2 separate regions of the Sus scrofa genome follow, and region 1 is linked to region 2. The links are chromatin contacts, called in public Hi-C maps. All regions are on one chromosome and are shown on one strand. Each heading gives the region's core, a stretch centred on a gene start, on an enhancer-like site or on the middle of the called end of the contact. The rest is flanking DNA. Distances are from core to core; before and after follow the strand shown.

What was found. Hi-C and Micro-C count contacts between places; a contact is called where the count stands out from the background.
Region 1: a contact with region 2 is called in a Hi-C map of retroperitoneal adipose tissue, with 2.2 times the contacts expected there. The contact joins two enhancer-like sites. A contact is called at or near these places in 2 of 47 Hi-C or Micro-C datasets (retroperitoneal adipose tissue and subcutaneous adipose tissue).

What each region holds. Positions count from the first base shown.
Region 1 is chr6:146,292,716-146,295,415 of Sscrofa11.1, forward strand. All of the region lies in intron 5 of PDE4B (phosphodiesterase 4B), which reads right to left. All of the region lies in intron 2 of LOC102162258 (a long non-coding RNA gene), which reads left to right. Among named protein-coding and RNA genes, the nearest start is that of SGIP1, 240 kb to the left of the region's middle. Within about 2 kb of position 1,351, at least 22 of the 83 cell types and tissues checked have an H3K27ac peak or open chromatin away from gene starts, as enhancers often do. A contact at or near this core is called in retroperitoneal adipose tissue, where this site is marked.
Region 2 is chr6:145,910,726-145,913,433 of Sscrofa11.1, forward strand. All of the region lies in intron 8 of SGIP1 (SH3-containing GRB2-like protein 3-interacting protein 1), which reads right to left. Among named protein-coding and RNA genes, the nearest start is that of TCTEX1D1, 98 kb to the left of the region's middle. Within about 2 kb of position 1,271, at least 10 of the 83 cell types and tissues checked have an H3K27ac peak or open chromatin away from gene starts, as enhancers often do. A contact at or near this core is called in retroperitoneal adipose tissue, where this site is marked.

The sequences.
Region 1 (2,700 bases), core at 101-2,600, 380 kb after region 2:
GCCTGAGTTGCAGACACAATTAGGCCGGTTTGCCATCATTGTGGGAATCACAATAGCCACATAGAAGGTGGTTGGTAATGAGTTTCCTTTACGGGTCATCTTCTCTGTCCCCAGGATCGCCCTACAAATATGGCACCTTATTCATTAACTATGTGGGAGCAACTGGTGATGATTAAGCACCTGCCTAGTACCGCGCATGACCTGAGACTTAGGAATCCAGGGCTAGATAACACCTGCATCCTGTGTGCCCCTTCTCTAGGGTTGGCTTTTACTTTGGGGTCTTTGGGGTCTTATTTAGCACATTATTTTCCTTTCTACCTTGGTCTTTAGCTAGAAGCCCCCCTTTAATTTCATCTAGTAAACTTCCGGTTTGTACAAGGACTAAGTGACTATAAAAAGAACACGGACAAGAGAGAAAGCATCCTTTGAGTGATGACCATCTGTCAGGCTCTGCGTGACATCTCATTTAATTCTTGTAACAAGACTTGAGGCAAATACTCTTATTCCCATTTTATGGATGACATCAAGGCTCAGAGCAGGTAAGCAACTGCATAACGAGCACATCGCTAATACATACGTGGAAGAACTAAAACCATCTGATTCCAAAAAATATGTGCTTTTAACTATTGTCTCCTATTTTATGAGGACCCCGTGTTGTGGATTGAATAATAAGAATTCATGATCCTCTCAAATTTAAACATCATAGGGAAGACAGAAAAATATTTAAACACTGTAGTAGATATCAGAAATATAGAATGAGAAATATCAGCAGTTGATACTTAATGGGATGCAAACGAGAAGTGACAATTACAGAGGAGACAAAGAAAAGGCGTGATGGAATGGGTGGTGTTGGAGAGGAACTAGGAAGGGCAGCCTTTAAAAGGTGTGCGTGGTCTACAGCATAAATGGACAGAACATTGTAAATCTATAACTGTAATAAAAAATATAAAAAAAATCACAAATTAAAAAAATAAAATAGTGGAAAGAAAAAAATAAAAGGCGCACATGGTCAAGGCAACTACTGAGAGCAATGCAAAAACAAATGCACAGGAAGTATGGAACACTGAGATGCCCTGTGGCTGTTTGGGTAGAGCTGAGCGCACAACAGATGCCTGTAGAAGGTAAGACTTGAAGGCACTATCTTAGCCATCATAGCCATAGTACGGACATCGTGGACAACAGCTGTGGAGTCAATGCTTAACTGAGAAAATGAGCCAGTGAAGGGAAAATGAGCCAGTGAAGGTTTTTAGTCAGATGTGAGAATAGAAAAGTGCTTTAGAACGTGAAGCACTATGGACACCAGGAGATGGATGGGAGAGAGGACAGAGCCAGGAAGAGCAGCTGGGGGACATCGCAGTCATTCAGATGAGAAGAAATTGGCAAGGCCGAGGGAGAAACAGGAAAAGACCATTGGAGGAGACCCTGAACGTCTTGCCAAGGACTTGACACTTAATTGGATAAGGGGCCATAAAGAAACAGTACTTTCAGTTTTAAAAAGGGGTATCTGGGAAAATAGTGAAGTTGTGAGTCGAAATTAACAAGTGAGGAGGTGGAGAAGACACGTCACTTTCCCACATGTTGAGTTCTAAGATCCTCCTTGATATCCTGGGGGAAAGAGCAAGTGGGGAGCCTAAAACATGTGGCTTAGAGCTGGAGATTTAGGATTTACCTACACTGATGGGGGCTGTTAAAGCAATGGCAGGGCGTGGCTTCCTGAGGTGGGGGCATAAAGAGGAAGAACCTCAGGGTTCTTGCAGGCGAGCCAAAATGAGAGAGGGAGTAGAGTTAAGAGAGGAGCATCTGTGATAAGTGTAGGGAGGTAAACTCTTACAAGAACGACCCCTTCCCAAGCTATTTTTTGGAGACGAACTTTGAACGGGTGAAATACAGGGCTATTTGTTTAGATGTCTGCTGTGGAGTTCATGCTCTTCAGAAGACATCGGGGCGAGCTGGGGATAAGAGAACAGAGTTAGAGTTAAGAAGATCTTCTACGGCTGCTGGATTTTTGGAGTCTAAATGCCCAACAAAAGGTATATAATAGAAGCAAGGTCATACGTATGTAGTACCTAAAGCTCACATATTGTTGAGTAAATTGGGAGTTACTAAAACTATACAAACTAATGACTAGAGGGTTTTATAAAAAATAAAAAACAAACAACAACAACAACCAAAAGCATTAAGAGAAGCACCATGTCAAAATGACTTTACCATTATGCAACTCTGGAAGTCTAGGAGAGCAGGACATTCAGAGGCAAGAGATGAACATGCCAATCCCCAGCCCTGGGTCCCTTAAAGAACTTGAGCTGTAAAAGCTAATGACCACGTCAGACAGTAGCTGCTAGAAAAATGATCAGATAATTTATAGATAATTCATAGCAAGAAGAGGAAAGAAACAAAACAAGACGAAACTCCTATTTGAGTATAGCCAGATTATTTACAAAACTATTCTAAATTTTAAAAACCTTAATTTGATTTTTATTAATAATAAAACGGCATGAATGAACCACTTGGTTGGTTATGAAAACTGTGTTTTCCAAACCAGCAGAGAGGGCAGTGCCTCTGAGGAACAAGGCCAGATATTCAGAACCATAGCAAGAGCACCATCTAGTGGCAAAACTAGCACATTACAGCACATTACAATTTTGTAGGAAAATTGGAAGATGAGAAGCCTGTGAATTGAGTGTAGGTCTGCTCTCAACA
Region 2 (2,708 bases), core at 21-2,520:
TGATGAAATAAATACCAGCGATAGCCTAGAAAGATTGATTTGAAAGCATGTCTGTCTCTTCCTCCCAAGATTGTGTATTAATGTACATAAGTATTCTAACCAATATTAGTTATGGTCCAGGGACTTACTTTAAATTCAGGCTTAAAAACAATGTGGCTTACAAATTGTTTCCTTATGGTTTTCTTATTTTTTATTATCACTTTGCTCTAAACTTCTATGGTGCTTTCTGGACAATCTTCAGGCCCTAGGCATGCATGTGCCTGTGCACACACATGTGCATACACACACACACATATAGCTCTAAGAGTTGAGATACCTATGTATTAATTTAGTTTGTTATGGAAAAGTGCTCTGATGATCCTAAAATATGCTCTTGACCCATATAAGACCAGAGGCCTTCAACGACTAAACTTTTAATTCATCTGCCTCATTCATACTGGGTTAGCATAAATTTAGCAAGAAGCCAACCTGGCCATTATTACTATACATGTTTAAGGTAAAAATGTTGAGGGTTCTTACCGGGCTGCGCCTCTGTGATCAGCAAAAAGGAAGAGAGAACAGACACCTAGTCAGAGAATGATGGATCAGTCAACAGGCTTGGGTAATAGAAGATTTCATAAACAACTACCTGAACACAGGCTCCAAGTAATAAGGCCAAAGGAAGACAGGCAGTCATGGTGTTTGTGGCTTATTTAAACCATAAGGAGGTTCTGGATAACCTTATGGAGACTCTATCTATCGTATAACACAGCTTCACTAGTGAGGATGTACTAGTTTCAGATATGTGTACACAAGGATGAAGCAGAACCATACAGGAAAACTTTGCTGACAGCTTTAAATATCTTGTCATAGGAATTTTTCTCCATATTGTTTGGGGAGGGAGTTTTAGAGCTAAGGCACTACAGTGAAAACTGTTCCCCCACCCAACAGGGGGTCAGCAAACATCACAGACATAATGCATTTCCCGTGTATTGGAGCTTTAATCAAGAGTCTCCAAAAATCAGAGAGCAGGACTAGAAAGACCTCTTTTCTGCCTGGCTCTTCTCTTTAGTGTTCTGTGGAATGAATGCGGATGAGGACTTTTTTTTAAAGTGTATGCTCTTGGCCTGGTGATTTGGGGAGCCTCTATCAACGGATATAATGGGATGCGGATGATGAGGCGCTCCTGACAAGCACAGGTGGGGAGGATGAAAACTGTCCAGCACCAACAGCATGCTGGTGGACCAGATGATGCCTGGAGAAAGACGACATGCTTGCTGACACGTGACTTCTGTCTCCAACTCCTCCAACCCTGATCACGGATGATATTAATACTCCCCAGCAATCTCTGGTCGTTCTCCCTCTATAGGATTTTCAGCAGTTCCAAGAGTGCCTATGATGTGAGTGGGGAAAGAGCTGTTGTTTGAAGTTTCACTTTCAGTTTATGGGTTAGCTCATGAATTTCCCAGAAGCTGCCTGGGATCCAGTTGCTGCCAAATCTCAAAATCCAGGCAGGAAGCACAGAAGTAGTGAAACGGTTGCTTAAATGAAAAAGAGGGTTCTACTCTCCAGAACACAAACCAGAAATAAAACCTATAGTCTTTTATACCTTTTATACCTGGAAGCCTCCATGGATAGATATTAGTCCAACTGCCTCAATGATATAAGAGGGAAATGAGGCTCTGAGACCCACAGCTGGGAAATGGGTAGAACCAGACACGGAGTTTAGATCTTGGATTCTTAGATCTCCAATTCTCACGTTCTTGCTAAGACACCAAGCCTGACATTGTTGGAGAACTCCTAAAGCAGAGAGCCAGGAATGGTTAATTCTCAGATGGCTACTGGTAAGTAGCTAGGATTTTAGACATATTTACACAGGTCAATTTTACTTGTAGTATTTTAGACTTTACTCTTTGTCATATTTTCCTGCTTTTGACTTATTGATCCCTTCTTTCTTATAAATCTGTCTATATGCATGACACTATTTAAATAAAATTTGAAAAAAAGAAGACTTTTTAATATATATATTTCTGGCTTTAAATTCTTTTGCTGAAGAATTCATACTGTGTTGTGAGAGAAATTTGAGCACTATTTTATATAAAGATTTAGATTTTATAATTCTTTTATGACCAGGCTAAAGTTCTTCTCTAAAGAAGGAAATGTGGAAATTTATATTTTATCTTTAATTTTATAGCAAACAATTCATTCTTAAAAGCTGCATAAAATATAACAGAGGGATTAAAAGTGACACAATTTCCCTCAAAAAGGTTATGAGAAATAATACAAAATAAAATGTACATGGCAACCACATAGAGGCAGAAACTTAAGTTCAAGAAGCTTTATTAATTTAAGATTCTAGAGGACAATGCTTTTCAAAATAATTCCAGTTATATTCACCGAAATTCAGTCCAATAAGTTAGAAACCTATATATTCTAAGTCATTGTTCCTCTTTGTATTTTTTCTAGTTAAAAGATAACAGGATTAAAAAAAAAGGAACATCAAAAAACAGCTGCTCAGATTCATGTCATCACAGCTTATTGACCAGAATCCAGAAGACCCAGCTAAAAGCTGTGAAAAGGTCAGGCACAGAAAACCTGAAGGTCCATAAAGTAAAAGATATCTGAAACTTTCAAAAGGAAAGGAATCCCAGAAATCAAATTGAGGGGCTTTTATATGCTAATTATCATCGTTAAGGAGCATAAAGCCACTGTAGGCTCTGCTGAACTAG